2 separate regions of the Mus musculus genome follow, and region 1 is linked to region 2. Evidence: chromatin contacts called from public HiCAR-type data. All regions are on one chromosome and are shown on one strand. The core of a region is the stretch at or near the end of the contact, and the rest is flanking DNA. Distances in the headings are between cores, read along the strand shown.

Region 1 (4,646 bases), core at 199-2,698, 180 kb after region 2:
CATAAAATATTGAGTTGATGAATATAGATATTTCTGAGTGCTTGATGCTGTTATGTAGTAGGCCAAAATAGACAAGGGTATGTATTCTACATGAAGTCATATGTCTTATTCTATTAAGGTGCTGCCTTAGGTAAGAGCAACCCTCAGGGTTTCAAACATGGGAGGGGGTAAAGCCAGATGTTTTACTTAAGATGAACAGTGTTTTGAGACTGCATGTGAGTGAGAGGAAAAAAGGAAGGGAATTTGTTTCAGAGTTATCAGTTCAGAACAAAGATGACAAGATGACTGGAGAAAAGAGAGAATCTGAGACATAGTCAAAGGGTTGAGTCTCTCTTATTTGGCAACTCTCTAGCTTGCATTATGGGATACTTTTTTTGTCACCAAGAAAAGAGGTAAGAAGATAAAATGATTGGTCATAAGAAGGTTGAAGGAGAAGCTACAAGGTATTAAATCCAATGTGGTAATTTAATAATACAACAGTCATCAGATATGAAGACCTAGTCTGACCTTCATTTTGAACTTTATTATATGTGAAGACTTGACTTAGCTTTCATCAGCTATGAAGACCTGGCTTGGCCTTCATGAGACATGTAGACCTGGCTTGACCTTTATAACATATGAAGACCTGCTTTGATCTTCATGAGACGTGGAGTTGTGCCTTGACCTTTATAACATATGAAGACCTGGCTTAATCTTTATCAGATATGAAGATTTAGCTCCATGTTCATTAAATTTAAAGACTCAATTCAACATTTATCAGATATGAAGACCTGGTTTGAGCTTCATTTTGAACAGTGTTATATATGAAGACCTTCATTTACTGGGAAGACCTGGCTTTACCCTCTTGAGAGAAAGATCTGGTTCTGTCTTTATCAGATACAAATACCTAGGTTGTCACACTAAGAGGAGGTCTTAGACTAAGTGTCATTCTATAATTTAAGGGGGGATACAGAGACACAAATTCAGGATCAAGAAGCATCAACTCACTCTTGGTGTGGATGATGATAATACCCAGCAGCCGGCATCTTTTGTGTATTGGTACCAGCCTAGAACCCTATTTGCACTGTCAAATTTAGTGATTTTCTGCATGATGTGAAGCCCATAAAATTGCTTCTCATGTATAAAGGCATAAAATAAAAAGTCTTCTGATCCTCTACTGAGTGATGACTTTATTTATTAGGCTGTTGTTTATAAAAGTATCTTATTCCTTTCCAATCACAGTGTAGTACTGGGTACTTAAAAAGCACTCCAAAAGGACTACCTGACTAGAAATAAAATTCATATGTTACAGGATAAACCAGATGGTGGAGAGGTTAGCTAACAGTTGTGGGGAAGTTGTAAGAGAGGGCCTTTTTGGTAAAAACTTTCGTTTGTAGAGTGTTGAAGAAGCAGATGTGTTTTGAATAGCAACATAATTTCCCCCCTTATTTAGCCTCCATACTCATTTGAAAATTGGAGAGATGTTATGTTACCCCTTTGCACATAGAAAAAGGCGCATTCAGGAATGGCAGATCTCTACAATGCTAAAGTAAGCTGAAGTTCACTGTTGCCGCTGAAGTCTTAAGATGTGACTCAATATACACAACACAAGTACAATTTGCATGATTTTTTTCTAAACTATATCTACCCCAAACACCAGGACATATTCTTATCTTCTATTAAAGCCATATTTGGATTGGGCTGGAATGAGGCATCAATACATTTCTGAGGAGTATACATAGAAATAAGTCTATAGCATTTTTATTGCTTCTTATTTCAAGTAGAAACACATTTTTCTCTTCTTCTAAAGATACTTTATTTTGGAGGATTTGGAGAATCTTGAAATGTGCATCTTGTATAATATGAATGTGGGTGAATGGAGTACATTTTCAGTAAATTGTTGGCTATCTATGAAGGTCAATTAATTCTTGTATAATTTAGATAGTACACTCATATGTGTGAACTGCTCCTTATAACTAAAACTAACTGTAGGCTCAGGGGCTGTAAACATACTTTAATATCAGCCTGAGAGAAACATAATTAGAATGAGAATGTACTGCCATAATAATTGTATAATATACTACAAATTATCATCCAGTTAGTGTAAATTGAGATACATCATGATTATGTCGTCAAAATTTATTCACAGTAATGAACTTATCAATTAGCTGGCTTGAAGACCATCAAAGGAATTGAGGAACTTAAAAGATAATATATTGCTTAATTAATTTCCCATTTCTTAGATGTTCTACTAAGTACAAGACAGTGTGCAAATTCTTTATATCTTAACATTGGTGAGAGAATCCGTGAGGATGAGGAGATACGGACGCTCTAAACTGAACACGTGCATAGTCAGCTTAGAATCCAACAATCCTACTTGTAGATGAGGTGATGAAGCTAAAGAGGAGGTGGTAGATTTTATCCTTGAGGTGTATATAGAATTTGTTGTATATATAGTTGTTAACAGCTTAGGCAATGAGACCATCAGGCCCTGGCTGAAGTTTCAGCTCTGCCATCTCTCTCACTTGTAGTGTGAGGATATTTGAAGCAGATAAAAAGAAATTCTAGCCCAATGAATAGTGCACGCTGTCAAATAGAAAGCACCAGATGCATGGAAGTTATTTATTCATTTATTTAGGGGAAAGATGTTGCGGATAGCTCTGGGGCTATTTTCAATTTGATGCTAATTCTGAGGGGTTGTGATCAATGAATGAGTCGGCACTCAGCTGATTTCCTGTAAACCTTCTTCCCACCTTAATTTGTAAAATAACAGCTAGGGCCAGTGATTGGGCAGATAAAGGGAAGGCAGAGCTGAAAGTTAGGAGAGAGAAGAAGGAGGAGTGGGAGAGAGGATGACAGAGGAGTGGGTGGAAGGAAAGCAGAGCAGAAACTCATGGCCTGGAGAAACCACAAGTTCTAAGGGGTCTCATAGATGGGGAAGATGGTAGTGTAGTGGTAGATCTGCCCATTTGAGGTGCACAGCTTGTATTCATAGTAATTGAGTTGTGTTTTTATTGCTCAGGCATATTTGGGTTGGAGAATTACTGCAACAGGAAGAGCCCAAAATAGATTGCCCAAGTTGTTACTTACTGTCCTCACTGTTTCTATTTATAATCCCTTTCTAGTTTACAAATTGACTTCATGGTTTCAGACCAGTTTGTAGGCATTGGATGGATTTTTTGTGACCTTGTTTTCAGGGTCTCTCTTTGCCCTCCGAGGGCAGGTGGAGGTTTATGGTTGTGATGTTTTTGCTGTTGCATCTCTAACACCTTTAAGTTTCAAAGCTGCTGAAAACACAGAATGACTTTTTCTATGGTTTCTATCACATTCTCTCCTTGGTCATGGGGCTATATATGTGGACTTTCTATGAAGATAGAAATACTTGAGTATCTGAGAATCAAATGAAACAATTGTATACAAGAAGTAGAGACTAACCCAACATGTACTGTAAATTTGATTACTTTGATAATCAGTTGGCATCTTGTATGCAACTGAAACAAACTCAATTTGTCATTTATTTAAATTTTTAGATAACTTTCAAACCCCATCTCACTGCTTGTGGCTGTGTGATGTTAACCAAGCCACATAATCTCTCTGAGCAATCATTTTCTTGCACAGAGAATTTTCATCTTCTTCCTCCTCCTGTTTTCTTCTTTAGGATGTTCTTATAACAAAGAAATGATACACTCAGTACATTCAGCATGGTCCTTAAATACACTAGGTGTTCAGCAACAGTAGCCCTTGTGGTATCTGACCTACGCTGCATGTCTGCTATTAAAGAAGAGAGACTACAATATCACTTAGAAGGTACAGGTTTGCTTCTTCACGGCATTGGCTGTGCTCAGTGACGTTTTGTGTCCTGAGCTACAGAGTGATGGCACAAACCTTGTCTAATCACCTGTTTGGCCTCCTCACCTCCTCACCGCCTGTGGGCACAATACATACAAGGCAAAAATCAATGCACAGAATTATTTGATTAATCAGCATTACCATTATACTCCTTAGCAGAGGAGCCAAGCATTTAAAAAAATACATTTTCTTTGTGACTGTGTTCTTATGCTAATTGAATGTGAACAGAAAGAAAAAAGTGCAATATAATTTTATAAAATGTTTTCATTTTAAAGATTTTTATGGTTCAGTTGTACCTTGATGATTTATCTCTTGCAGCAAGCATTATGAGGAAAAGACGACACCAAAGCACTTACGCATGTGAAGGATAGAGTGGGTTGCCTAAGTTGGAAACAGAGGCTCAAGGTCACCTGTGACAGCTTTCCAGCTTAGGAAGCTGGCTGAAGCCCACTGCAGCTGTCCTGCAGGGCTTCCTTTCTTCTCATCTGAAAGTCCTCTGCACGAAGGCCACTAGGCCAGAAAGGGACGCCTTTGCTCACTTCTATCATAAGAGTTAAAAGCAAATTGGACCGTCTTCAAAGTGCCAAACTGGGTTTTCTGCAGTAGAGCCATAGGTTCACAGCCTATTCTCATTTCTGACTCTCAGGACAGAATGAAGTCTGCCTTCTGAGGAAACTGAGTCCATAAAGAGTGACTGGCTCAAGTGTGCCTTGGCAGAGTTGGAAGTGTAGCATTCTTGGCATACAGTGCACTCTAAGTTTAACCTTTTACCAAAAGTCCCATACATGTTAGCTAAACACTGTACCAGTGAGCTGTCT
Region 2 (4,770 bases), core at 186-2,685:
ACAGGGCTGGCTGGTCAGTCAATTTCTGAATGGAAGCAAAAAGCCTTAGGACTGGCTCCTGCCTATCTGTCTTAGGACACAAAATGCCAAGGTGCTATTCTCATGAGCCATCTGTTGCATGGGGTTCTGCTAGCGTCTCGCCCAAGAAGGCTGCACAGAAAGACAAGATCCCAACAGGAAGATCTTTAGGTTAGGGTGTATCCTGGGAGCTGAAGAGAATGTGAGAAACCCAGCTAGGATCAAAAAATACTCACCAAGCATCTTAGTCATGTTGGGGTACTATCACAGACTGTTACAGACTGGGTGGCTTCCACGGCATAAATTTATGTTCTACAACTTCAGGAGGCTGAGAACTCAGAGCCGGGTGTTAGTGAGATTGCCGTTTGGCCCACAGAAGATACCGATTTCCTCTCTGTATCTTCCTATGGCCATCCCTCGCTATATGTGCCAGGAGGGTCATGGTGTTGGTGTCTTTGTATAAGGTCAGGGACCACAACCCATCTTCATGGTCATAGCCAACAGTGATGATCTCCCAAAGGTCCATCTCTAAATAACATTGTATCAAGGGTTAGGATTTCCACCTAGGAATTCTGAGGGGCAAAACTTCAGTCCATAGCACCCAGACTGAGAAAGCATAGGCAGAGATCTCCACAGGGAGTATGTCCCCAGAATCCACACAGAATCCAGGACAAGAGATTACTGACTCAGATTTCATTCCTTCATTTCCATCCTCGGATCTCAGTCATGGAAGGGTCAGAAGCTGAAGCAAGCGAGATGGAAAGAATTTAAAGTGCCAAGCAGGCATAGAGAGAACGCTTCCTTCTTTCTCAAGCAACCAGCGTCCTGCTTGATCCTGGCCCTGCTAAGCCGGTTCTAACCAGTATATAACAGAATTTGATATACCCAGAGAGGACTGAGATCTTTGACTTTTATCCTAGAGGAGGGACAGAAACAGCCTCACTAAATACATTTTAAAAGACGGTGAGAATGAATGGTAAGATGAAACTGTATAAGATATGCTCATTCAACCTAACCATTATGTCTATTTTTCAGTCTAATCCAATATTAAGGGGAAAATAAAAATTTCCAGAGTGTTGTTTGATGAGTAAATTAACGGGAGATCCCAGGACACAGTCTAGATTTTAGTTTTTACGGCTGCTTTTCTCTGGGCAAGTATTTGGATTTAAAACGTTGGAGGATGCTGTAATGCCTAAAGAGGCCGCTTGGTGGCAGCCGACGACGAGCGCTGAGGAGTACTTGCCTGGAGGCCCAGAGGTTCTGTGTGGGAAGCATTTTTATTCGCCTTCTCAGCGCAGTGCTTATTTCTGTTACGGTGGGAGATCTGTTTTCCCCGACAATGTATGTTTTGCGGCTGAGCCCTTGTTACTTCTGCAAGGCCAACCTTCGTGCTGCTTTCCCAATACTGTAAACCCCAGCCCTCTTTGTGTTAAAGCAGTTAGGAGTCTGGTGGTATGGACTGTGTACTGTCCCTCCGTGGTCCCTCCTTCTGGTCCCTCTTTTCATTCTTTCATTTATTTCCTTCCTCTCACCTCCTGTTTTATCCAAACAATGACATATGGGAGATGAATATCTTGTCGTTACTTTTTCCTGGTTAAGTTTTTCCAGTAATGCAGATTTCCTGAAAATTCTTACACACACCAGGGAAAGAATATGCCTTCTACCCTCGAGTGTTCATAGATCTCATTATTCATGTTTACATATGTCATTAGACTGGCAAGTTCACTCTAGATTCTTATCAGATTGTGTGTTTGATTTTGTTTTTGCATTAGAATGAATGCAAAAGCTTGTTTCATTAAAATCTGCACCAAAATGGGTCCATTTCTTTAAAATTTGCTTTGTGAGGGTCCAATAATATCTAGAACAAATTATGATCTTGTTATGCTATAGTTCTATGTGGTTCGTACATTGTGTGTGTGTGTGTGTGCACATGCTACATTGAACCTATATAGTTAGGAGGACAATTTATGGGAATCGTTTTTTCTTTCCTTCCGCCATATGGGTGCCGGGAATTGAACTGAGGACCTCAGCTACCACCACAAGCATCTCTACCTCTTGTCTCTGTTTCGTTAGAGATGAACATTCGCTATCACATGGGTGGGCAGTGAACTGTGGAAGCAGTGGTGCAGGCATGAGCAGGACATGGCAGTTGTGCGACAACTTGCTTTGTATCCTCAGGCCCAGCAACAGTTAGATTCATTGCGAGTCTTAGTTGTTTCCTTTGGCTGTGAGTCTTGTACACACCGGGCACTGTGCTGACTATCGGAAGCGATGTGATGAGTGCCACCCAATGTGTTCCCTGCGTTTGCGTCGTGTTCAGTCTTGCTGCACAAGCGTGACTTCAAACAAAGCATCCACAACACGCAGAAATGTTCGGGAGCTCTGGTATACCTGCTTTCACGAGTTGTCACCCAGGATGCGGTGGGCTCTATGTGGTTCAGTTGTCGTTGATTCATCCCTGCTCCTGTAAGGGACCTTCAAAAACTCACTGGCTCACCAAGTTGGACTTTCGTGCTCTTGTTGCTTGGATCTGTTGTTGGCTTCCCATCTGGGTGGGTAAATATTAGTTCATGGCTTTTCATGAAAAGTGTCCTGCATCACTAAACCACCGGACGGAAGGTGCGTCTCACGCGGGAGGAGAGTCTCCCTTAATCTTTCTGGCAAGCTCCCGACAGACCCGTCAAGACGAATGTTTCTTAGCTGACTCTAGATCTAAATAACTTGATAATCAAGATTAACCATCACGATCTTGGTCAGCTTGACACCCATGCCTGTCCTTGTGTCATGCTTAATGTCCAAGTAAAGAAAATTAAGGCCATGATTTCACCTTCTATGATGTAAGTGTTCTATGTATAACTGAAAATGCACACCTCTGTGGTGGGAAACACTCAGGAAGAATTGCAAGTTCCCACACTACACCCTGCTACTCTCTGCCCTGGCAGGTTTGCCAGCCAGTTCTGGCGGGCAGTGGCCAGCCTGTTCTTATCCCATGGAGACTCTCTGACTCAGAGCTCCAAAATCTCTCCACCCAGCTCGCTAGGTTCCCATTGATGGGTCGTTACCACACCAGCCCCATACTTCAAAACCCCCACGGCCTTTGTGGTGCACAACTGGCAAACCCACGTTTTCTCTCTGGAACCTAGTTGAGCCTCCACATGAAGGAAAACACCACACAAACTTAGTTCAGAAACAATGGTAACTCAATCTATGGGCGCATCAACTAGAATCCTAATCTTGTAAGCCATATTAAATTTAAATCCTCCAGTGTTGAATCCTGGAAGATCCACCATTGAAACCAGGAGACACCAACAGCTACATCTTTTCCTTATGCTATCCCCATGAAAAGTCCCCTCTCTCCTGCTTCCTCTTGTCCTCTGTCCAACCCGGAAGTCCCGCCTACTTGCCCAGTGATTGGGCCCTTTATTCATTGGGGGAGGGTATGTGAGCCATTCCTCGGCCGGCCCAGACAAGTCCTCCTGGGAAAGTGGAATTAACACCAAAATACAGGCAGCACCAGAGCCATCCACAACACAACTCATCCCTGAAAACAGATGAAACAGCCGCTTGTGGGATGTTTAGACTTTTAATAGTGCGTGGATTAAATATAATAATATATTTAACAACACTCAACTGCTGATATCATCTCAATTGTTAATGTAGTGCAAAACATAGAAGTAAAACACACATACGGATCTCTTCACTGGGTGAGGGAACATAAGTTGAAAACAGATGAAGCCATGACCTCACTTTCTAAATGCAGCATTGGAGAGAGCTTGAAGTCTTGCCCAAGAAGTACAATGTGAGACACAAGACCAAAGACTTTAGAGTACTAGTAAGCCATGCACAGGAAAAGCCCCCAGATGAAGCTTTGCCCTCAGTGAGAGCTTTGCTGATGGCCATTCCCGTTTCTTCTCCATTTTCTCTTTTTCCTATCTCTCCTTTCCCAGTGATTTCTCTGCCCATGCCTCACTCTCGTCTGACCTTGTCTCTTTTTGCAATATTTCCTTTTAGTTCACCTTCTGTGGTTAGGATCCAGTGCTATAGCCTTTAGGTTTTTGTGCTGGTTTTGAGTCAGGAAGCCTAGCAGAGAAGATAGATAGTTGAAGGGGCTCCTCCCTGGAGAATGGGTCAGATCTGGTAGGCAAAGATGATTTCTCCTGAAGCAACCCCTCTGGTGTGTGACAGGCTCCCTTGCCTGCTTCTGCTCTGGGCTGTGATGTAGCTAAGGGTCACTTGCCTCGGAGGCTGATGTCCTGCTATTTGGACCTTGCAGTCATCAGACTGTGAGCCTAACAAACAGCTCCAGTCTCTGCTATCCGTGACCTTTCCAGACAGCTCACAAGGGGTTGACACCTTTTGGTGACAGAATCCACCTGGAGTAGTTGATGAGCTGTTACACGTCGGAGCTATTTTTGTTCTCCGTTTGCTTCATGCGCTCGTGTTTTTAACATTATACAATTCGCAGTGTCACTTCGGGTGATGTGGTTTAACTATCCTTTGCTTCCTCATTTTTTTAAAAAAATAATTTTACGTATAATAATGGGTTTGTTCTGCAAATGAAACAAGTTTAAAGCTTGTAAAGTGAATCATAAGCAATTTGTAAATCTGAGTATTATTGGAACTATTATTATGGGATAGACATGAATTTAGAAAGAGAGACCCACCAGAGAGCTAGAACTTAGGCAGTAGAGGGTATAATTATACTGAAGTTACTCACAGGATGAATCCAGTGTTTCCGAGGGTTTGTGGTAC

The links. HiCAR-type assays count read pairs that join an accessible place to other places.
Region 1: a contact with region 2 is called in a HiCAR-type map of PVALB interneurons, with 2.7 times the contacts expected there. The contact joins two enhancer-like sites. A contact is called at or near these places in 2 of 484 Hi-C or Micro-C datasets (cortical neurons and uterus) and 1 of 115 datasets of contacts at active chromatin or transcription factors (PVALB interneurons).

Annotation. Positions count from the first base shown.
Region 1 is chr16:88,017,738-88,022,383 of GRCm38.p6, forward strand. All of the region lies in intron 4 of Grik1 (glutamate receptor, ionotropic, kainate 1), which reads right to left. It overlaps Gm33207 (a long non-coding RNA gene), which reads left to right. Exons shown (of 3, transcript XR_385024.3): 3 at 1-1,156. Among named protein-coding and RNA genes, the nearest start is that of Gm33207, 11 kb to the left of the region's middle. Within about 2 kb of position 1,449, at least 1 of the 459 cell types and tissues checked has an H3K27ac peak or open chromatin away from gene starts, as enhancers often do. A contact at or near this core is called in PVALB interneurons, where this site is marked.
Region 2 is chr16:87,839,891-87,844,660 of GRCm38.p6, forward strand. All of the region lies in intron 6 of 2810407A14Rik (a long non-coding RNA gene), which reads left to right. Among named protein-coding and RNA genes, the nearest start is that of 2810407A14Rik, 14 kb to the left of the region's middle. Within about 2 kb of position 1,436, at least 20 of the 459 cell types and tissues checked have an H3K27ac peak or open chromatin away from gene starts, as enhancers often do. A contact at or near this core is called in PVALB interneurons, where this site is marked.